Linked DNA regions of Mus musculus: regions 1, 2, 3 and 4 are each linked to region 5. The links are chromatin contacts, called in public Micro-C and promoter capture Hi-C maps. All regions are on one chromosome and are shown on one strand. The core of a region is the stretch at or near the end of the contact, and the rest is flanking DNA. Distances in the headings are between cores, read along the strand shown. Region 1 holds the start of Mov10 (Mov10 RISC complex RNA helicase). Region 2 holds the start of Wnt2b (wingless-type MMTV integration site family, member 2B). Region 3 holds the start of Kcnd3 (potassium voltage-gated channel, Shal-related family, member 3). Region 4 holds the start of Tafa3 (TAFA chemokine like family member 3). Region 5 holds the start of Alx3 (aristaless-like homeobox 3).

The links. Promoter capture Hi-C pulls out the DNA fragments that hold promoters and counts their contacts. Hi-C and Micro-C count contacts between places; a contact is called where the count stands out from the background.
Region 1: a contact with region 5 is called in a promoter capture Hi-C map of cranial neural crest. The contact joins the promoter of Mov10 here to the promoter of Alx3 in region 5. A contact is called at or near these places in 2 of 39 promoter capture datasets (cranial neural crest and stem cell-derived epiblast-like cells) and 1 of 115 datasets of contacts at active chromatin or transcription factors (embryonic stem cells).
Region 2: a contact with region 5 is called in a Micro-C map of embryonic stem cells, with 6 times the contacts expected there. The contact joins the promoter of Wnt2b here to the promoter of Alx3 in region 5. A contact is called at or near these places in 1 of 39 promoter capture datasets (cranial neural crest) and 1 of 484 Hi-C or Micro-C datasets (embryonic stem cells).
Region 3: a contact with region 5 is called in a promoter capture Hi-C map of embryonic stem cells, with 12 times the contacts expected there. The contact joins the promoter of Kcnd3 here to the promoter of Alx3 in region 5. A contact is called at or near these places in 1 of 39 promoter capture datasets (embryonic stem cells), 3 of 484 Hi-C or Micro-C datasets (all in embryonic stem cells) and 1 of 9 other capture datasets (embryonic stem cells).
Region 4: a contact with region 5 is called in a promoter capture Hi-C map of cranial neural crest. The contact joins the promoter of Tafa3 here to the promoter of Alx3 in region 5.

What each region holds. Positions count from the first base shown.
Region 1 is chr3:104,816,983-104,821,207 of GRCm38.p6, reverse strand. It overlaps Mov10 (Mov10 RISC complex RNA helicase), which reads left to right and starts at 2,903. Exons shown (of 20, transcript NM_008619.2): 1 at 2,903-3,272. The coding sequence starts at 3,136.
Region 2 is chr3:104,960,395-104,965,054 of GRCm38.p6, reverse strand. Wnt2b (wingless-type MMTV integration site family, member 2B) reads left to right here and starts at 3,346. Exons shown (of 5, transcript NM_009520.3): 1 at 3,346-3,758. The coding sequence starts at 3,583.
Region 3 is chr3:105,450,345-105,454,541 of GRCm38.p6, reverse strand. It overlaps Kcnd3 (potassium voltage-gated channel, Shal-related family, member 3), which reads right to left and starts at 2,652. Exons shown (of 8, transcript NM_019931.2): 1 at 1,825-2,652. It overlaps Kcnd3os (potassium voltage-gated channel, Shal-related family, member 3, opposite strand), which reads left to right and starts at 1,587. Exons shown (of 4, transcript NR_040759.1): 1 at 1,587-1,989; 2 at 2,872-3,027; 3 at 3,114-3,413.
Region 4 is chr3:104,775,395-104,779,593 of GRCm38.p6, reverse strand. It overlaps Tafa3 (TAFA chemokine like family member 3), which reads left to right and starts at 2,047. Exons shown (of 7, transcript NM_183224.3): 1 at 2,047-2,417; 2 at 3,498-3,622.
Region 5 is chr3:107,593,632-107,598,133 of GRCm38.p6, reverse strand. It overlaps Alx3 (aristaless-like homeobox 3), which reads right to left and starts at 3,103. Exons shown (of 4, transcript NM_007441.3): 1 at 2,682-3,103. The coding sequence starts at 2,958.

The sequences.
Region 1 (4,225 bases), core at 1,654-4,153, 2.8 Mb after region 5:
GAACAACCACCCACCACCACCACCACCCGTGAAAAGCAAAGAAAGGGTTAGTAAATGCAGAATAAAACTGGGTGGTCGTAGAGTGGTTGAGATAAATTCTCCTTTAAACAGATGGCGTCTAATAGAAGTACATCGGTTCTGAGGAAAGAAACCAATTATATACCTCTTCAAACCCAAGATACAAAAACAAACAAACAAAAAACATTCTAAAGCTACTGGTAATGGTGCAGACATGCAGTTCAATGGCAGGAGCATCATTGCAGCTCCCAGGCCTGATATCCACCTCACTCATCAGGGTAATTCTGTTGCATATAAAGTCACTGTGAACATTGAATTGGAAAATGGAATGTTACTGATTGAATTCTGAGAGTCTCTTAACATTCCTCTTGCTGTAGCTAGGATGAATGAAGCTATGTAACAAGAACTTTCTCTACAAAGCTTTCTATACTTAAGAGTATTAGGCCACATTTCAGTACACCACCCATGGGAGCCATGTTTAAGCTGTAAAATCACCACCAAAAAGCACAAAAGGGCAAAAGCCATGACAGTAAACACTTGTTTATGAGGGATGAAGCAAGGAGGCAGTGCCACAGTGCCCTCTCTGCCTAAACTGGGGACGTGGACATAGGATTTCCTTAGAAGCATGTTAATGAGTGGATACATTTGCAAATAAAGGCTCTTTACATAAGGAAGACCAACTGTACCTGGTGGCATGGCTTTTCCCTTGGTATGTGGTAGACCAACCAAGTTGTTTTTAGTTGCTTTGGTTAGTATAGTCTACTTTGAATACAAAGGTTAAAGACTGTTAAGTGATGATTTATAAAACCCAGCAAGGAGTAATAAGAAAACAGCTGGGTATAGTGGTGCAGGCCTTTAAGTCCCAGTACTCCCTGAAGCAGAGGCAGGGCTGATGATCTCTTGAGTTCTAGGCCAGCCTGGTTTACAAAGTGAGTGCTAGGACAGCCAAGGCTGTTACACAAAGAAATCTTGTCTTAAAAAAAATCCCCCCTGAGAAGCTTAGAGTTTATTTCACATACAGTTACAGACTGCTGCTGCTGTTCACAATACCATCAACCTTACTTCTTGGAAGTCCAATTCTTAAGAGAAAGATGTAATGAAAGCTCCAGGAAATGACTGAGCTGAGGTGATTTTTGAGAGGGGGCAGGCATTCTAAAACCGAATGCATCAAAACAGTAACTTTCAAAGTAGAGCCTTCCAGAAGACAAGTAGAGATGTCACATTGTAACCAAAGCCACTCACCATTCAAAACTTACTCAAGTTTTTACATGGACTACTGTCTGTGTTTTGAGAATGTTCAGATAATCCAGAGAAAGGGCTGAGGTCCTCAGGTGACCAGATTTGCTGGTCTGAATTGTTAATGTGTGATAGTGTGAAGGGCACAATAAAAAAAAAAAGCCTTTTTAGTTCTTCAGTTAGTCATGTGTCTGGTTATTTTGAGTAAATTATGTCATTGGATTCTGGTTATCAAGTGTAGCCTTGGGTGCATTGGGATTCCTAACTAAGCTATTTCTGTATGTCTAAAAGGCACTTTTATTGTGCTCATCATAGGTGTATTTGTAGGATTTTGAAATGATAAAGAATAGCAATTTTGTTTTTGAGACTGTCCTGCTGTGTAACCCAAAGTGGCTCAGACTCTTAGTAGACCTTCCTCAGACTCTCAAGAAGTGGGATTACAGGCTTGGACCACTGTGCCCCAAAACAACAGTACTTTTTAGAAGTCTATTATCTTCTCTGAGCCTGCATCATATAAAGTGGATGGGAAGGTCTGGAGGTGTTAAGCATCTGGCTACTCCTAGTTTTTCCCTCGAGTTTACATCAATTTCTAGGACGTAAGATTTCCCTGTTCCTGTAGTCTCCATTCCTGACTGCATAGCATACTCTTGGCTTAGGAGTAGTTAACCAAGGGGGAACTTGACCCTGTTCAGGGCATTCCCTACCCTGGGTTAGACTGTTGCTGCCTATAAGGAACCTTGGAGAACAGTAACTTTGATACATGTGGAATTCTGGTAGATTAAGCCTTTCTCACTTTCTCATTGTAGTGTGTATGGGGTTTGTTTGTTTTGGGTTTTGTTTTTGTTTTTTAGTTTCATTCCAGGGGATAAATAGGTGCAGAAGGCTTGTTTTACATTTGTTGTTATAGTAGCCCCACCCCTTAGTTTGCCTAAGCATATTGGTCTACTTCTTTTCCTGGTACTAATGTTGTCAGTGTTAACCATTTATTGCCTAGCACGCCTGGCTCTCTAGGTGCTAATGTTTTTTTGACTGGCTGGGCAATCATGATTTACTGCCAATAAGTAGTGAAGAGTAACACAAACCGAGTGCCCAAATGCATAGCTCAAGAGCAAGAATCTCCAACCTTGAAGTATTATGAAGCCTGTGTGACCCAGAAAAGCAAGGACTGGGTCTTGGCAGAAGCTCTTGTCCCTCTCTCCCACACGCACACCCCTTTATCTATAGAGACACTTGCTCTCCCTCCATCCATTCCCCACACACACACACACACACACACAACTTTGACTTCTGCCTTCCTCTGTATCAGAAAGCCAGAGGAGGGAGGGAATGGGGGAGGGGGCGTGCCGCTCGCTTCCGTACTGGTTTATGTCCCTGGCAGTCTGGGGGAGGTGCTGGACGAGCGGCCCCAGTCCAGCTGCAGCCGACCCATGTCCGGGGCTCTGCCCTTTGCTCTGCAGCTTTTCTATGTCCCGAGGCTCTGGAGAGTGGGCGTGGGAGTAGCCCTAGCTGAGGCTCCAAGGTCCTCCGGGCTGTTTAGGGGGCCCCAGGCGATATCCACGTTCGGATCCTGGCTCGCTGCCAGGGGAGGGAGCTCGGGGTAAGGGGAGGGCCCTGAGGGAGGGGTCAGACTCCTTAGGAAAGAGTTAATGTGAAGGGGGGGAGGGGATAGGACGAAGAGACCGAAAGGAAGGCTCAGGTAGGAGAAGGACGGAGGAGGGGAGGCAGTCGGGGAGAAGGTGGCTGGCCGGAGCAGACGTCAGAGGTAGGGGGCTTTTCCCCTTTGCACCCTCACCCCAGACCAGCCAACTCTAAACCGCGGCGGCGACTTTCAGTTTCATTTCCGCGGACCCTCCTGCCTGGGCCGCAGCCGCCGCCGCCGCGATGCCTAGCAAGTTCAGCTGCCGAAAGCTCCGGGAGACCGGCCAGAGGTTCGAGAGTTTTCTGGCCGAACGTGGACTGGACCTGGAGACAGATCGTGAGCGGCTGCGGACGATTTACAACCACGACTTCAAGCCCAGGTACGGGCCGGCCCACCACGGGCCCCAAGACGCGGGGCCAGCGCCCCGGGTGGTGGGGCCACCTTCCCGCCGCGGGTGCACAGGGATGCAGCCCGGGGCCGATCAGGCCGGTCCGGTCCTGGCAGACCTACTCCGTCGTCTGCCCACGCCCAGCCAGCGCCACCCGTAGCCCGCCCGCTCTGCACAGCCCAGCCCGGCGGGGAGGGGTCGGTGCCCACGCGCGGCTCGCGGTGGTCGGGGCTCGATGGTGGGGGAGGGGAGTCCCACAGGGAAGGCGCTGCAGGCGCGGGCCAAGCGGGGATCCCCGCCCCCTTGTTAAGGGAGGACTGCCTGCAGGGTCCACGCTGCGGGAGAGCTGAAGAGGCCCAGGGTAGGCGGGAGAATCTCGGGGAGCTTTAGGGAGAAAAGAACACAAACTGCGTAGGCAATCAAACCTCCCTTAGCACCTGTGGCTTCTCCATGGAGACTCGGGGCCAGGGACAGCCTCCTAGAGGCCCCTTTTCCCTATGGCTGAAGATATTTGGTTTCCTTTTCCTGTTACCACCCAAGTAAAAAAATCAAAGAGACTTCTGTCAAACCATAGACGAACACCTCTAGCAACAGGCTGCTGCTATGGATGGAAGCCGGAGAAGCAATTTAGCTGGGATGAGTGTAAAGAGGTGCACTAGTAAGCAGGGGAATGGGATTGGGCCTTAACAGATTTTGAGAGATTTGCCTTGCAACTGACCAAAATGCTAGTATGGGTGAGATATGGCTGCTGTTACGTGATTTGGGGCGAGTTTTAGACGGAATTAATAATGATAGTGTAGCTTGAGGCTAGGGGAGAAGGTAGGAGTCCGCGTTAACCAGAATATTACTGTTATTCATGAACATGTCTTAAAAGGAACATTAAAAGGGTTGAGTGGCTTCTTGAAATAGAGGCAAAGACCTGTATTATGCTCTACCCTGTGCTG
Region 2 (4,660 bases), core at 2,097-4,596, 2.6 Mb after region 5:
CCCATTTTGAAAAGGACAGGAGACTAGGGTGCCGCTGAGAGCTGATCTGGAAGCTGTCTGCAGAAGGTTCCAAGGGATTTGGCATTGTGTGTGTGCATGTGTGGGGAAGGGGTGAGGTGGGAGGGGGTGGCCTGGGATTCCTTGGGTCTCTGCTAATATTATTGCTCATTATATCTGCAGCATACAGCCTTGAACCCAGAGGTTAGACATCACCTTAAGGCCTTCTCCTTTTGTGTCCATCTGGATGCCCATGTCAGTGGTAGGCACATAGCAGGTACTTACTAAGTGTGAATTGACACCATGCAGGGCCCTCCAGACCAGTGTCTGACTCTCAAATCAGAGGCTTCTCCTGCAGGCTCCCATAACTCAGGTGGTGGGTGAGGGTGGGAGTTGGGGTGGGGGTGGGGATAAACTAGAGGAGCAAGACAGACAGACAGAACCTCCACCCTTGACCCATCTCCTGGAAGCCGAATAACAGGCCCTTGCGTGAGGAGCTGAGCTCTCCAGTAGTGTCTAGGACTTTGAGGCTGGGAGTTTATTTTGAGATTTGAAGCTCCAAAGTGGCAGATCCCAGAAAACCTCTTCTCTGGCTCCATAACTGTTCTCTAGTTAAGTGGTTGAGTGCTCTTGCTCTCAGCTGGCTCCTGCAGCCGGGGATCTGGGGACTGGGGAGGGGGGAGAAGGAGAAGGAGAAGGAGAAGGAACACAGCCTCTTTCTGGGTTCCTGACTATAGGGCAGAGGTGGCCTGTACACTGGGAGCTGGGAGGAGTCTTGTCTCCTCAGTGTCCTCCCTTCTTGGAGCTGGTGATGTTTTAGGGGTGGGGGCTCATATCAGAAATACACTTCAATAGCCGAGCATCTGTGTTGTGCCAAGACACGGTCTCACTCATCTATGATGATAGTTGAAGCCAAAGAGGGGCCTCAGATATGAATCTGGGGCCCATGTGGGTGAGTCCACCCAAATCGGATGTGATCATCTCCAGCTCCCATCCCACAACCCCAGGCTCATATGTACAAATAAACACAAGGCCAGAGTCACACCCAGGTCTAAACACACAGGGGAGTCTGGGAGTAGCATCCAAGCCGGAAGACTTGGGCCCTGCAAAGGGCTAGAGCTCGGTTGGGAGGAGGTAAGAGTGGTCCAAGGAGAGAACTTCAGCCAGGAAAGCCTAATGGCACAGCCCCTTACCTGACCCCCACAGGGAAACTGGCCTGAGAGCCGGTTACCAGTGGGAAGTCTACCAGGCTGTAGGAATGGGGCTCCGGAGGAGGGGAACAACATAGCTAGCTGCTGGTTCCACTTGCTTCCTGAATTCACCCCTCCCCCCTTCTCATCCAAAACCAGTCCAGCCCCTCCTCCATCCACACAGCCCAATGACGGTGGGCACCTTCTCTCCTTCCGACCTTAGATTACCCTCCATTTACTTATCTGAACTCCCCTCCTCCTGCCTAGGGCACTCTGCTCCATTTAGCTGACTGCTTTGATGGCTCCTGCCTCGGGGTGTCTACTGACTCTGCTTCTTACAGTGCTCTGCCCCAGTGTGCCCAGCTTACTTCCTGCCTGCTCATACCCTCTCTTCATTATCACCATGATGAGGCCCCTTTACCCTGCCGGATTTGCCCACAGCGCCCCCCCCCCCCCACCTCTCTGCACTCTCTACTTTGTAGCATTCCCCGTGCTTATTATCTGTGTTTATTATCTGTCTTGCTTAATAAAGTGTAAGCTCCTTGAAGGCAGAAATGCTTTTTTGATGTGTGTGTGTGTGTGTGTGTGTGTGTGTGTGTGTGTGTGTGTGTGTGTGTGTTTTCCTGGAGCCAAGCACGACTCTATCAGATGAAAGAAAATAATGTTTGTGGAATTGGCACATCTACTTTGCCTCTTACCACAGAAACTGCAGGCAGAGGACTGAGTTGAGGGGAGAGAGGATGAACGCCCCTCTGAATTGTTCTCTCTTCTCTGTCTCTGAGATGTCTGCAGCCAGCTGTACCCTGTCCTTCACACTCTGGCATCTCTAACACCCCCACCAAACACGGACTGACAGTGAGTTTGGGGTTAAGGTGGGTGGGCAGTGGCCAGCGTGATGTTTACATCAGAACTATATAGTTTAGATAAAATCACGAGGAGAGGCATGAAAAACAACCTGGGAATGGGAGGCTGGGCAGGAGAAACTGAGGCTGAAGGAGTTAGGCCAGACCTCAGAGGAAGTCTCCAGTTGAAAGGCTCCATCTGGGCTTTAAAGAACTTTTGTGTTTCAGTAAGGATCATTGTGCCCCTATGGAGCTTCAACTTCACACATAGGGAAGTGAGAGCCCGTTGGGGGTCGGGGGTGGGGCATACAAAAGGAGCAAGGTATCCTTTCAACCCTCTTCCCAACTACCCTACCCCACCTCCCCGACTCTGCGGGACTGAGGGACCAGTGGAGAGGAAGAAGGGTGGAAAGGGAGGGGGGAGAAAAGGCACCAGGGCTTCCACCCTCTCCGCAGGACCCCCACCCCGGCCTCTGGTGCGGGAAAGCAGCCCAGCTGTTTCTGATTCTTTCCCAGTCGCAGCTCCGCCCGAGGGGGTGGGGGACGGAGATACTGGGAGAGACCGAGCTCTGCCGAGCCCTGGCCAGCCGTCAGGGCACCGGCAGGCGGCTGCGTCCCGCCCGCAGGTGTGTTTCTTGGGTGGCTGCGCTGCCCTGAGTTGGGGAAAGCACCAAGGTGGACAAGACTCTCAACGACGGGCGGGACGAGAGTGGGTGGGAGAAGCGGTGGGCGGGGTGGAGGGAACGTTGAGTCCTTCTTGAGAGGGTCCGCCGCCCGAGGCCGGTTGCCTACGGTGGTACCCCTGAGGGCAGTGTGGCCAAAGGAGTCCCACTATCCCGCAACTCTTGCTGGCCGGGTGTCTACCAGTTTCCTAGAAGCGCAAGGATGGGAGGACCAAGAGAAAGTGCATCTTCTGTACTTAAAGAACTGGAAGTGTCCGCAACCCTCTCCACGTCTCTCCCTCGCCACACACACCGTGTGCTCCTTGCCATCAAACGCAGTGGTCCGCGTTGCTGAGTGAAGGGCGCTAGGACCCGGTGGCGTGGCGTGGCGTCGGTAGGGACAGGGGGCTGCAGGCAGGGAAGAGCCCCGTCGCGGGTGGCCAGAGCAGGTGGGGACGCGGCGCGGTGGCGCCCCGTAGAACGGAGGGGAGGAGGCGGCCGCCACACCTAGGGCGCCGGGGAGCACCCGGGCTGGCGCGGGCGGAGCCGCGCTGAAGGCCGCGCGTGTCCCCGGCCCCGCCCCGCCCCGTCCAATGAGAGCTGCGGCCGCAGGGGCTGTCGGCGCGCTCTGGCCCCCGCCGCACTCCGCGCCCCGGAGCCACTGACACCGCACCCGACCGCCCACACCCGGCTCAGCGCTCGTCGGTCTCCTGGCCCTGCACGCTCTTGGGAACCCTGCGTCTGGCTCCCGGGCTCCACGTGCCTTGAGGTCCTCGGTCGCCCATGGTCCCCATGGCCACTCTGTGGGGCGATCTAGGAGACGCCTGAGGAAGCCCAGACAGTGCCCGTCCACGGCCCTGCGGGCTTCGGGGCGGGAGTCTGCGGGGAGCTATGCTGAAGCTGCAGGGTGAGGATGAAGCCGCGCAGCTCGCCCCTCGGCGTGCCCGCGTCCCCGTGCCCAGACCCACGGCCCCCGACGTGTCCCCATCTTCCGCCCGCCTGGGTCTTGCCTGCCTGCTGCTGCTGCTACTCCTGACTCTGCCGGCCCGTGTAGACACGTCCTGGTGGTAAGTATGGTTCTGGGGTTGGTAGGCTTACTGGAACGAGTGCATTGCTCTGGGCATCGGCTGCTTAGGCACCAGAATTGCCTAGGAGGAATTAGAGGAAGGACACAGTCCCAGAAGTTTCCAGTGGCCAGTGAGGAGTTGGAGAAAATGAGGCGCTGGAGAGGAGAGCCCTGGGCATCTGGAAGGAGGGAGCTGATGGTTGAAGTCCCCTAGGCTGCCCCATTGTGCCCCTTGGTATTTCTACTGAAACCTCTACCGCAGAAGCTACTTGGTGATTCTCTCTCAGGGTGGGAACTAGTCGCCTCTCCACATCCTGCAGTGTCTGTTTGGCATGGTCATGGTCTTCAAAAAACCTTACACCACCTAAGAGCCCTTGGAGACACGAGTAGGGGGGGCAGCTGGCTGTCCCCCACATCCCTCTGCTAGTCTAGCCCACACAACGAGCCAGTAGCATCCACGGAAAGGCTTAGAAGTGAAATTGAGGCACAAACTTCCCCTAATGCCCACAACCGAAACAAATTAAATCCTTGGGGTTGCATAACGCAGGCGTTTGTCACCAGCCTTGGCTTTGAGGGTGTAATTTGGAACACCGATGCCCCCTTTTGCTTTCCTGTCCCAGATAACATAACCTCCCGCCTTTCCTCCCCAAGCCCCAGGGGCTTCTAGAGTCTCAAGAGTTGTGAGACCCTCTCTTCAGATCTCTTCCTGCAGGCCTTAATCTTCAGACACTTCCAAAGGGCAGATGAGGCAAAAGGCGTCCAGGATCCACCGGATGCCTGCTGTGTTCTTTGTAGAATTCCCGACCCGGCCCCAGGACTCCTTCATCCCCCTTTGGATACGCATCCTCTTTCCAGGAAGGGCAAGGAGGGTAGAATCGGACTGCAAAAAGATTCGGATGGCTC
Region 3 (4,197 bases), core at 1,403-3,902, 2.1 Mb after region 5:
AGCACCAGTGCCTCTCAGAGCTGGCCTGGGTATGAACCCTGCAACAGGCGCTATAGTGCGGCCCCATTTCCAGCCAATGGCACCGCATACGCCTCCCATACCACGGCTTTACTAGGACATGGGTGCTTTACAAATGAAAACTCTGAAGCTATTTTTGTTTGTGGCAAAAGAGTTTGACAGTAGGAAAGATTTGGCTGTGGGGTGAGGTAGGGATGCAGGAGGGAGAGAGATTAAAACCAGGTAAATGCAGAAATGACAAACATGAAAAAATCCTGAAAAAGAAAAAGAGAACACTTTCTCCTGCTGTAAAAAGTCAGCTGCCTGCTAAGCAACGTCTATTTTAGAAGCAGAGGGTCAAAAAAAAAAAAAAAAAAAAAGGCAGACCTCCTGTCCTGGGGGGTTGACACTTCCATTTCACCTGAACAGACACAAAGCAGAAAAACAAACAAAAAAAAAAAAGTCACATCACCAAGATCTGCCCTTCAATGACCTCGGAGGAGAGTCCTCAGAAATCAGAGCTGGTCTGGGGAACTGTTTCACGCCCCCAGGGAGTCTGTCCCGTGTCTGCGGGATTTTGTTGGGTATGAAATGAGCATGGGGGCCATGCTGGAGATCCCGTGGGGCACAGGCCTGGGACCTGCAGATCCTCTTCTTTACAGTGCCTCTCCTAGCTCCTAGGATGGCCAGTGCAGTTTCCCCAAACTCTTTCTCCAGCCTCCTCAACGGCAAAAGGAAGCCGCTGTTAATCGTTCTTCCTCTGGAGGTCCCTTGTGTACTTACGTCTTATAGCATTCAAGACGCAACATGGAAAAAAAATAAACACATCAGCTCCTTTCAGTGGGCCGGTATGTGTCCACATGGGGAAATGTACACACGCTTTGCATTGAATGAATGCCCAGAATCCCCCTTCCCCCCGCTTTCCGAGATTAAACCTTCAGGTTCCCTGGAAGTAACAGTAAATAAGGCATCGATTCAAGCATCACCTACATTCATGCATGACCACCCTGTAAAACCTGATTACTGATTGCATTGTGCCGCCTATCACCCCGTGAAAGTTCAGAGGCTCCGTCAAATACACGGAGACTTTCTTTGCCTTGATTTCAGGTCTGGAACCTCTCAGCCTGTTGCTGACTTATCAAGGCTGCCCGGGATAAAAGGAGAACAACGTGGGCTGAATTAAATGCCAGCACTAAGAAAGCACAGGAATCTAGTTGATTTCCAGGTAACTTCTCTGCCCATCCCTAGTGTAAACACTCTGTTAAAACAAATTTGAACCCCCTTCCCTATGGTCTCTCGGGACACTTATGGGACCTTTCCCGGGAAAGAAAAGATGTGCCAGGCAGGACGAGCTGGACCAGCCTCATCCTCTAACAGGCAAACACAGGCTCGCCTGGCTGGAGAACTTTGCAAAGCGCCCCAAACGGCTCCCAGCTTCCACTCTCAGCCATTTCTCTTCTCAGCTCACAAAGAGCGGGGACGGAGCAAACCGTCGCCACCTGCAGCCAGGTCCCGGGGCGCTGCTCCTGGCGCCCGGCGAGGGAAGGCAGGCCAATGGCAAGAGGGCAGAGGTTCACACCCCCACCCCCAAACCTCTCGGCGCCCCAGTGCCCGGAGGTGGCTCTGCAGCCCAGGGAACCGACGCCCCCAGGCCGGCTGCTTGCTCCCCCACGGCCCGGCCCCACCCCCAATCCTTCCGGCGCCCCAGCGCCCACCCACCCGGGCGCGGGAGTGGGAGGGTGCCGCGTGGGCAGCGGGAGCAACAGGCGTGGGAGCAGCGCTCCTCGCACTTGCTGTCTCTGGGAGGCTCGGTCGTTTCCCTCTTACCTTCGCCGAAGCCAGCCCCAGGCCCCGCGCCCCGCGCGCGCGAGGAAGCTGAGGCCAGGGGCCGCCGAGGCGCAGAGCGCCCAGCAGCGCGGGGAAGCGCCCAGCAGCCGCCGCTCGGGCGGCTCCTCCTCGCCGGCGAAGTCTCGCTCGTCCCTCCTTCACTCGGTCGGTTCGTGCGTCGGTCCGTCCGTGGGGCCGTTCCTCCCCCGCTGCCGCCGCCGCCGCCGCCGCCACCGCCACCGCCGCTCCAGCCCGGGCTTGGCAGCGTGTCCCCTCCCCGCCTAGCCGCTCCGCTCTCGGGCTCGTGAGCTCCGGTTCGCTCGTTCCCTGCCCCCGCCGCCGCTGATGCCGGGCAGAGCGGAGCCGGGCCGGCCACGGGCTGCCTCTCCCGAGGAGGCGGTGGGGGCGCGGCGCGGGCGGGGCGGAGAGGAGAGTCCGGGGGAGGCGGCGAGGCTGCGCCCTCCGCTCCCCACCGATCCCCACGGGCCGAGCGGCCCCAGGCCGGGCCCGAGAGAGCAGAGCGGCCAGGCTGCGGAGGGAGCGAGGAGGAGGACCCGGGAGCCTAGCCGCCGGAGGGTGCCCAGGGCGAGGGCGTGCGAGGGGGAGTGACTCTGCGCGAGGGTGTGTGTGTGTGTGTGTGTGTGTGTGTGTGTGTGTGTAGGGCGCGCGCGTGAGTGGGGGGGCTGCAGCGGGGGGGGGGAGGCGGGGAGACTAGGCAGAGCCTGGTGCGTCTCCCCAGGAGAGTGGAGGAATCCTAGGGTGTGCCTGGAGGTGGTAGTGGAGTGTGCGGACGCGAGTGTGAGCGCGTGTGCCGGCGAGGGTGGGCATGGGGCGAGCGTGGCAAGGTGAGCTTGGCTTGGGGGTGGGGGAGGAGCCGGGCGTGCGGCGTGATCGTGAGTTCGGGGGCGTGTGTGGCTGGGGACTTAGGAAGAGGTGGTAGGGAGCGCTGGCGTGTATGCGCGTGGGGTGTGTACACTTAACTGGCTGTCTGTTTCCCATTCACTGTCCACGCGGTAGAGCAACTAACTCCTCTCCTTGGTCACCTAGTGAGGTGCAGCTGGTCGCCGCGCAAGCTTACAGGCTGACCCTGAACAGTCAGGTGTGTTTGCCAAAGCTGGGAAGATCCCACGGAAGACAAACTGCCTTTATCTCCGCGTAAGAGCCACTGTCGTTCAGGAGTGACCTCTGACACATGGCCAGAAGGTCAGGATTCGCTCCAATACCCCACCACGAATACCCAGAATTAAGACTGGGGATTTAGGAACTCTCATTTCTCTATCTTTCCAAAGCGGGCCCAGGCCCTGGATCCTTTCCAGAGCCCAGAGTTATCTATTGCTTAGTACTCGGACCCAGCGTGAGGAGTGGGACAACCACGGGAGCATAGGATCCAGCTGAGAGTCCCAGGACCATCGCGGCAGCAGAGTAGAGCCCAGTCCTGGCTGCTAAGCCAAACCGTGGCCGGCTTTCCCTGTGTCTCCGGCCTGGGTGCTGGGACTCCCGAGCCTGGAGATCGCGAAGCAAGCAGCTTCGTGCCTCTGCCCGGACCGGAACGCCTTGGCTTGAGAGATGGCAGCTCTGAGTATGGAAAGGTGTGTGCTGAAACACAAAAGCAGAGGAAAGAGAAATGTGCGGAGAGGGTGAAGGCGTGAGTCAAGAATAGGGTTTCTGGTTTGTGGCAAACCGATCCTGTTCCAGAAGTGCAAGTCGAGGAGTAGTTATTGAGGTCTCAGCTACTCTGGGCCTCCAGTACTTCTGAGCTTCTTTTTCATAGGCTCACTTACCCTAACCAAAGCTCCTTTAAGTTTGTCAGTATGAAAGGTGTACAATTGGCCCTTCAAGAGGTGGGTGTGGACCCCATTAACATTTGCCCAGAGTCCAAGAACCCCGTGAGATTTGCATACTCATTTGCATACAGTACTAATGATTAACAACACTGCCACTCCCTGGCCAACCCTGGAAGAATTCAGGGAAGGCCCTGGCGAGGATTCTCCCTCCCTCCTCTATTTGGGAGAGGTTTTTGTTGTTGTTGCTACTGCTAGTGGTGGTGGGGTTTTGTTTTGTTTTTTTGTTTTTTAAATCTCAGTTGAATTGACTCCTGAGAGAAGGTTCTCTGTCTCTGAGAAGCCTGGTCCCAGTAGTGACATTTTCCTTTGATCTAACACCTTCTGTCCAGTTTTGGAGCAGTGAAAATATAATATCTTATTTCTGTCGAAGTTTGAATTTCCTGTACGGCATTGCCATTGTTCAGCAACATAAAGGTACTTCCAGGATCGAGCCCCCCAAACTGTCAGGGAGGGAACACCACTAGACTCTTGGAGTGGTCTACTAATGTGACAGCTTGTGGTCTCTGGGACTTTGTAAGCCATTTGTGGA
Region 4 (4,199 bases), core at 798-3,297, 2.8 Mb after region 5:
ATGTCAGTGGGAAGCCAAAGACTGGAGAGAGAGAAAAAAAAAAGCTTTAGTTTTATTATTCAGTGTTTCTGGGTCAGTTTATCTATCACCTTTCGGCATCACCCAGCTTCTGGGCTCTTCACAGCATCCACAGTGTGACTGCAAAGATGGGCCACGCCACAGAACTGGGGTCTATTGACCCCTGGACTCCAGTATCAGATCATGGACAGGGATGCTAGCTGCTCCCCTGAACTCTGGAACCACTCTGGCTCCCATCTATAACCAAACTCTAGGGCTCTCGTGCATCTGAACCCCTCTCCTATTCCTAGACCATCAGACCTCTTCAGTCATTCCCGGCCCTCTCCCTGAGGCAGTACAGTGAGAGCAAGGAGGAAGAAGGCAGGAAAAGTTGGTGAGATGCTTACCCTGCTGGGAGCTGAATGACACTCCTCCATTACAGAGGAGAAGGGGGTGGGGCGGGAAGAGGGCATTCTCAGAACAAACATGGTGGCACACATCTATAATCTTAGGAGGCAGAGGTAGAGACAGGATGAGCACAAGTTGGTGGCTAGCCTGAGTACATAGTAAATTCCAGACTAGCCAAGGCTACATAATGAGACTTGGTCTTAAAGAGGTAGGGGGAATGGCTTAGCAGGCAAAAGTGCCAAGCCTGATAACCTGAATTCAATTCTCAGCACCCTGGAAAGAGAGATCCAGAGAGAGGGAGCGCCCCGTCCCGGGCTGTATGCTCAGGATCCAGAAGCAGGGTCCTTCTTTGTTTCCCCCACACTATTACGTTCCCAAACCTTCCTTACTCTAACAGGTACATACACCTCTGCTGGGAAGAGGCAGAGTCACAGCACACTTCTACCCTCAAGTGTTTAATGAGCCCAAAACATGAACCTGTCGTATTTTTGTTGTTGGGACTATTGACTGTCTTTCTGATGAAGATACTAGAAACCTCAGATTTGGTTTCCAAGGTGAGAGTCACACCCATTATCCACAGGGCCATTCATGCCTGGTGAAACCTTGCAGCCTGGTTCTCCACCCCGGTACTACCCTTGGTCCTCCCACGCAGGAGGGCAGCACTTCTGTGCTGGAAGTATATTTTTTTAAATATTTATTTATTTATTTTATGTATATGTGTACACTGCAGCTGTACAGATGGTTGTGAGCCATCGTGTGGTTGCTGAGCCATCTCTCCAGCCCGTTGAAAGTATTTACTATCCTTCCCGGGTGGCAGCCGGGAACCCCTGTGGTAAAACAAACAAACAAACAAACAAAACAAAACAAAGAAAAAAAAACCAAAAACTATGCAACTTGAGAATCTTCTAATACAGTGGTCTGCTTTTAGTGCCTGGGAAGCACCTTAAATAACACTTGATTGTACTAACAAAGAACTGGATTTTATACACACACACACACACACACACACACACACACCACCTCCTTTTCTCTTTCTTTCCTTTGAAGATGTGGTCTGGCTAAGTAGCCATTAGCAGGTCTGGAACCTTGTGTAAACCATACAGACCAAACTTCCTCAAACTTTCAGGCAATCTTACCTTCCCATCTCCCTACCCCTGCTGTGCTTTTCTTTCTTTGTTTGGGTTTAGAAGGTTGTTCGGTTTGGTTTGAGTTTTATTGTTGTTTGTATGTATGTATGCTTGTTTGTTTGTTTTTTTTGTTTGTTTTAGATAGGGTCTCACACTTAACCCCTGCCTTGTCTCCGAAATTCTGGATTACAGGTGTGAAACCCTGTCCGAGGTCTGAAGAACTGAATTGTAAGATTTAATGAGCTCGGATTTAAGTAACAGCCTACTGCTGGTCTAAATGAATACTACTCCCAGATGCAACGCCTATCCCCATCCCAAAATACCACCTACCTCCTTGAACTACTAGACTAGGGGCCACATTCCTGAAAGTTTTAGTGACCTGCTATAATTGATGTGTTTTGCTCAAGGAACTGTCCCTGAAAAGAGAGTCGGTGGGCTTCTATTCCTGACTTGCTGTGCGCCACAAGAGGCCGCTGCGGGCCAGCTGTGCCCAGGTTCCCCGCAGAGCACCCCCACACAGTTTCGAAGAAGCCGGCGGTGCCCGCAAAGGCTGGAGTAGCGAGAACGACTCCCAGTCTAGCGGCTGCGCGCTCCTCAACCTGCAGACCGAAAGCTCGGGAGGACCCGGCCTAGCCCCGCAGAACTGGTGGGTGCTGGACCAGAGCATCTAGGTGCTCTAAGCCGGAGACTCCAGCTTAGCCAGAGCCCCTGCTCTCCTCGGGCGCAACAACTTTGACGATCTATCGCGGACAGAGCTCAAAACCAGACAACACCTAAGCTGGCCACTCCCTCGAAGAGCCCGATTTGGAGAGTCTAGATGCCAAGCTCAGAAGCAGCGAGGACCTCAGGCCAGAAAGTTGAACCCGGGCCACTGCTGTGAAGCAGGTGGGTACCAGGAGTAAGAATAAATGCTAGAGGGAACAGAAGTAAGCAAAAGCAAGATTTAAGGTTCTTGTTGACCTCTTGTTGCTATGGAGGCTGCTCTCCCAGCCCCATCTTAGCCTGAATTAAGGATTGGGGAAACAGCTCAAGGAAACTGAGGCAGACTATGGATGCTGACGAACAAATCCCAGAAACTCCCTTCTCCTGTACCTTTCCAGGAGGGAATGAATAGAACGCCAGAGAGCCCAAGTCTCCCATCTTCTCCAGGTTCTCTGAGCACTGGAATACCTAGGAGAAATGTGTGTGTTGGATCAGACACGGTTAGAACTCAACCAGAAATAGGATGTCCCCAAGAAAAGAACGAATGGCATTTGCAATGGTCAAAATGAGGGTTCCTGGCATAGCCTGAGAAAGAAGACTTATGAGAAAGGAGGTTCATCTAGAAGTGTGGGGACACACCCATGCCCAGGGGACTGGCCCCACACACCTTCCACCCCCACCTGCATTCCCCTCGATAGGCCCTCCCTCAGATCACCAGCAATGTGCTTCAGTTTGACTTCTCACTGGGGACTGAATGAGGAAAGGCCTTTGGCAGAGAGTGGAGAAGCTCTTGTGGGCTGTGCACGGAAGCAGAGACCTGTTGCCGTGCAAGGCTAGCCCTCTGAGGTGGGGCTGAGACACAGCAGCAGAATTCAGCCAGTTTCAGAAGAGTCCAGGAAGCAAGGCTCAGGATGGGTTGGTTAGAGGTGGAGGGAGACACAGAACTGGGAGACCTGGGGCTTCTTCCCCAGCGGTCTCTTCTGGGACAAAGCTGGCAGACTCCACCCCCTTTTCTGACCTTAGCTCTATCCCAAGACCAGAAAGATGACAGCACCGATTCTTAGACCCTCCCACCCCTGCTTCACTCCTAGGAAAAAGAAAGCCTATTCACTCGTCTCAGGGTCACTGCCCCCACTGCTCTGTAGTCTGAGGGAGGAGGGTAGGGGAGCAAGGGCAGATTCCCAGAGCAGAAATGGCTGCCTTTGCCTTGGGACAGCCTAAGCTGGAGTTCCTCATCCTCCCTTTCTCTTACTCTCTTCCAAGCTTCCTCTTAGCCCCTCCAGGGGTCTGGTCTCTCTCCATTCTGAACAACCGCCATATTGTTCATCAGATGGAACAAGTCTGAGACCAGCAGATGAACAGGCAGAGGCCTGAAGACCCCAGGAACAGTAAGTGAGACATCTGGAGATGAGAATTGAGGAGAAGACTGCCCCTCCAAGGGAGCAGCTGTTTCCTTCTTTTTGGCCCCTGGTATTCCTAGAACTGTGCTGTCAATTGCTGGGGACAGTGACCAGGCTAACCCGTGGCCTCCTGGGGCTCTTCCTGTCCCCTTCTGTGGCTAGTTTCTCTCAGCTTCTTTTTGTTGCTACTTTTCGGGTTTGGCCTCTGGTTCTTACCCACTTCTGGTACAGATGTTGGAGGTCTTGCTTGGTTCATAGAAGACAGGAGGAAGAGAAAGCCTCAGGCAGGCTTCTGGGTCCTGACCCATGACCCTGGCCCTTGGGCAAAGCTTTCAACTTCTAATGGGGGAGGAGGTGGTCTTCCTTCCTTCCTTCCTTCCTTCCTTCCTTCCTTCCTTCCTTCCTTCCTTCTTTCCTTCCTTCTTTCCTTCCTTCCTTCCTTCCTTCCTTCCTTCCTTCCTTCTTTCCTTCCTTCCTTCTTTCCTTCCTTCCTTCCTTCCTTCTTTCCTTCCTTCCTTCCTTCCTTTCTTCCTTCCTTCCTTCTTTCCTTCCTTCCATTTATTTA
Region 5 (4,502 bases), core at 1,854-4,353:
TTTCCTTCAAATCCGTGCATCCGGTGGGAGAATCTCACCACAGCTCGTTTTATCACATGCTGTCTCAAAGCCACCGTAAGCTTGGTCCTCTCCTGGCTGCTTCAAAGTTCAGATTTGTGGTATCCACTGTTGTCGCAGAATCAGCCACCTGGCTTTCAGCTTTCATGGCAGACCTACTCTTAGCGTGTGCTGTTTTCTATCTTGCTGGGGTCGCTAGATGAGCCATAGTAGGCTCTGAAGCCCTGGCTTCCTTGGCTCTGACCGTGGCTTTAGTGGAAGACCTTAAGTCCTTAATAAGCGCCAAGCGCCTGGACGCCAGCGAGGCGGTGGTGTTCTCCTTAGAGGTTCTTAGCCAAGGACTTAAATTCTCCGGGGTCGGCTGGGTCTTAGGGCTATGGATCTTCACCGAGGCAGGTGTGCAGAACTCCAGCAGTAATCTTTCGTTCCCAATGTCGGTCAGCCAGTGTAGAGACAAAAGTGGAGGAGCCAGGAGGAACCGTCCTTGCACTCACAGCTGCTAAGGAGGGTGCATAGGTGACTGGAAAGGACGGATTAAGGTCCTCCTAAGGAGAGGGACAGGGTGCAGAATGTGGCCAAGGGCTGCGGGGTGGGGGCACGGGACGAGAGAAAAACGATGTGCGCCAGCCCCCCCCCCCCCCCCGCGCGCGCAAAAAGCCGGGTCTCAGCACAGACCTGTCAAGGTTCGGAGATCGGTATTTTAAAGGCAGGGATATTAGGATGTGGGTGTGCGTATGGGGGGTTATCTTTAGTAAGAATCCCTCGTGCAACCAAGACTAGGGTAAAGAAGCTCCAGCCGATGCTGGAGCAGCGGCCGGGATTCCAGTTCAGGCTCGGGCTCGTTCGGCTGCGCCTTCTTTGCGTTTGGCCTGAATCGTTAATTTTCATATACGTGTTCATATTTTGGTGTGCTCTATCCTTTTAGGAAATGCCCTCTTCCTTTCTTCCTTCCTTCCTTCCTTCCTTCCTTCCTTCCTTCCTTCCTTCCTTCCTTCCTTCGTGTTCTCTCTCTCTCTTCTTTTTCTCGTTTACCCGCTTCGTTCGATCTGCTGTTCGCTCTTTTCGTTCGTCTATTTGTCTATTTACTCTTTTTCGTTCCTCTCCCCATCTCACCGACGGACTTGGCTAGTTACCTTTGTTCTTCAGACTGTAATCCGTTGTTTTGTTCAATTTCCCCCTCTCCCCTTGGGCTGATTGCATCCTTTGGCTTTCTTTCGCCTCGTTTCGTTGCGACAACAGACACTGCCCGCCCATTCAATCCCACTCCTTTTCGTAGTGCGATCAGACCCACGGCTGTCCAAGAACCCGAACAGTCGGTGCAAGAGGCTGCGCATCGGCGGGGACACTGGACTGTGGTGGGGTGTTGCGGGGCGCGATCCCAACCCAGACGGGTACCTGTCCCTGGCGGTGCTCTGGGCGCTGCGTGGCTGCCGCCGTCTGGCAGGGATCAGAGGAGCCAGGCCAACTGCTTCTCATTAAGTCCCAACTGTGGTTTTTATCAGGAGAGCCTTTTTCAAACGGCATTAGACACGAAGCTCCGCGGACTTGCTCATTTCCTCCGATGACCCCAACACACCTCCCGGGCCTCCCCTGCACACTCCCGCCACCCGGACGGGACGAAGCCAGGAGCTGCTCGCTGCCCAGCCTCTCTGAGGAGGCCCGCGAGGAGCAGGCGATTGCCGCATTGGCGGATCTCCCGGGATCTAGTTTTGGGTCTAGGCTACGAAATGTGGCTGCATACGAGGGGTGGGCGTGGGTGCTGAGCCACTCGTGGGTCAGCGAGTACAGTGGGCGGCAAAAGAGTCTTGGCAGGCCCTGCCACTCAGGCGCATTCTCAGATAATGGTACGGTCCGACCCGCCTTAGCACACAGGGCACGGTCCCCGGAGTGGGATGCGCCCTGGGATTTAGGATAGTTCGGGACCGCTTCCGACGGCTCAGCGGTGATGATTCGGTGCCGAGATGCCAACTGCAAGAAGGGTAGCCATCCCCGTGGCGACGGGGAGGCCAAGTTAATCTGAGAAACAAGAACATAGTTATTTGATCTTGAAGACAGTCCCAGTTCTGAGGGGGAGCAGCCACCGCCACTCTGCGGAGCGACTTAACGGCATCAGAAAACCTTTTCCTGCAGAGGCTGGGCCCGAGGATGAGAGCTGGGTAAGTCCAGGACACAGCCTTTCCCTCGCTGAGTCCAGTTTGGCCACTAAGTCGAGGCCCAGCCTCTACGCCCTCAGCGGGCGCCATGCACAAAAGCAGAACTCTTCTCTCCCAGCTTTGGGGCCCAGTTAGGCTCCGGGGCCCTCCACCCAGTCCCCTCTTCTGGGTCGGTGGCAGAGAGGCTCGGCTCCGGATGAGCGCGATCTCTCCTCCCAGGTTCAATCACCTTGGGGGTCGGAATGGGCCCAAGATCGTCCCTACTCCACCCTCCTTTGACCTCCCGCCTCCCATTGCCTCTGCCGGCCGGGGACACAGGCGATTCTGCGGTCCCCAATGCCCTGGCCTTGTCCGGCCAGGCCAGCAGCGATCTAGCGAGGGAATCGTGGAAAATGCGAGACGTACCCAAAGTTAAGAAGCAAGAAAGCGGGAGAGTCGGGGAGACCAGGAAGGGCTGGGGATAAGAACGACATGGGGTTCCACCACCACCCCCGACCCCCGGCGTGTTACCTTCCGCGGAGCCCTCGTAGAAGTGGCCGCCGTTGAGCACCGGGCCTGGCCCGAGGTCCTGCAGGTACTTGGCGGGCGGCTTGGCGGGCTCTGGGAGGTAGGGTTCCAGGGGCCCACAGGCCGGGAAGCGGCTCAGGCGCGGACCGCGGGGTGGCGCGGGGTGCAGGTGAGGCGCAGCATCGGGAGTCCCCTGGGGACCCGGAGCCTCGTCCCCCGCGGCCGCGTAAGGACCGGCCGCCGGCCCCACGGAGAAAGGCGCGCAGCGCTCGGGGTCCATGCCGGCTCGGGCTCACAGGCCGCCGGAGCTCCGGGGCTCCCGCTAACCCGCGCGGCCTGTGAGCCAAGGGGGAGGGACCTGGGCTCGGGGGCGCGGAGCCCCCGGGAGCGGCGCGCGCCGCGGGGGGTGGGGGGCAGGAGAGGGGGCCGCGCCTCTGACTTAATGCTGGAACCATCCACGTCACGTGCGGCCCCGTGCGGGTTAACCCCTCGGAGCCCAGGAACACCCCCACCCCACCCCATTCACCCCGAGTCTGGTATCACAAGCAGTTGGAAGAGAAGAGAGGGAAGCTGCTTCCTTTCGAGGGCAGGATCCCTTTTGTCTAGCAGTCGGGTGAGTCCTTGGCTCTGAGCTGCACCCTCAAGTCCTGATATCCATCTTAGTGGCTCTTGGCCCTGGGGAGGTGAAACGGTGAGGGCAGACATCCTCCCCACCCCCGCACCCTCCCCCATCCCTCCTCCAACATTCTCTTTGAGGCCTGATCTGACATCAGTCTGAGAAGAGAGGCCTCTACTGTGGTAGAGTTTCCCCTTCACCTTGCTCGGTTTATTTTTGCTGGTAGCTGGAAAAAAGCAAGGGCATCTCCCTTAGACACTTGTTTTGCCTGGACATCCTAGAGACTGGATGCTGTGGAAACAGCAGGGGGCTTGGGAGCTTGGGCCTCAATACTGTCATTGATTATCTGTGATTTGAACCTCTCACTTAGCGTTTTCAGCTGACTGTGGTCCATCTACATTTGGTGGTGAGTTCCAAAGCCCAGGCAGGCCAAAACAGACAGAGAGATCTCTAGGTTTCACAGTGGTCTGCCCAGGTAGCTTTTTGGGTCAGCTATGGAAGAGCAGAAGGGTCATTGTCCTTCTGAGCAGCATAAACTGAATGTCACTCAGATCCACTGCAAATTAACTGCTTCAGGCTTGCTATTTTAGACATAGCGAGGGTAGGATTGCATCTCCCAAAGGTGAGTCTCCTCGACCCAAAGGAAGCCTAGGATTAGGGTATAGCTTAGCCTTTCTGAAACTGAATAATCCTTACTGTGCCTAAGATCTGGGAAGAAATACCAGAGGTCCTTTGGACCCGAGCTTAAAGATCCCTTAGGTCCGGGTTAAAACATTTATATTTTTAGGACCCCTGGAGATTAGCGAGAGGGGCAGGGAGTCAAACATCATTTGTATTCTATTTGAATTCTCATTTTTAAAAGGAATCTAAGAGGCCTGGTGTGAACACCTCCCTCTTCCGTTGGAGGCTTAGAGGAGGTTTCTTGGCTGTCCTCAGCCAGAGTTGGGCTGTAAATCAAGGCCAAACAGGAACCAGAAGCCTTGCATCTCACAAGGAGTCATTAAGCCATTATTAAACATACCGTAACTTTTCTGAAGCCTTATTGGCTTAAACACCACATTGGAGGCATTATGGCCATTAGGGCCCCTAATCACAGACTGCAGGCTAGGCAGAGATGGGAGCACCTGGGGCTGATATTTCCAGCTAGAGAAGCCTGGCTTAAAATGAGGTTTTCCCCTCTGCCTCTACCAGAGGGGAGTCCACTGGCT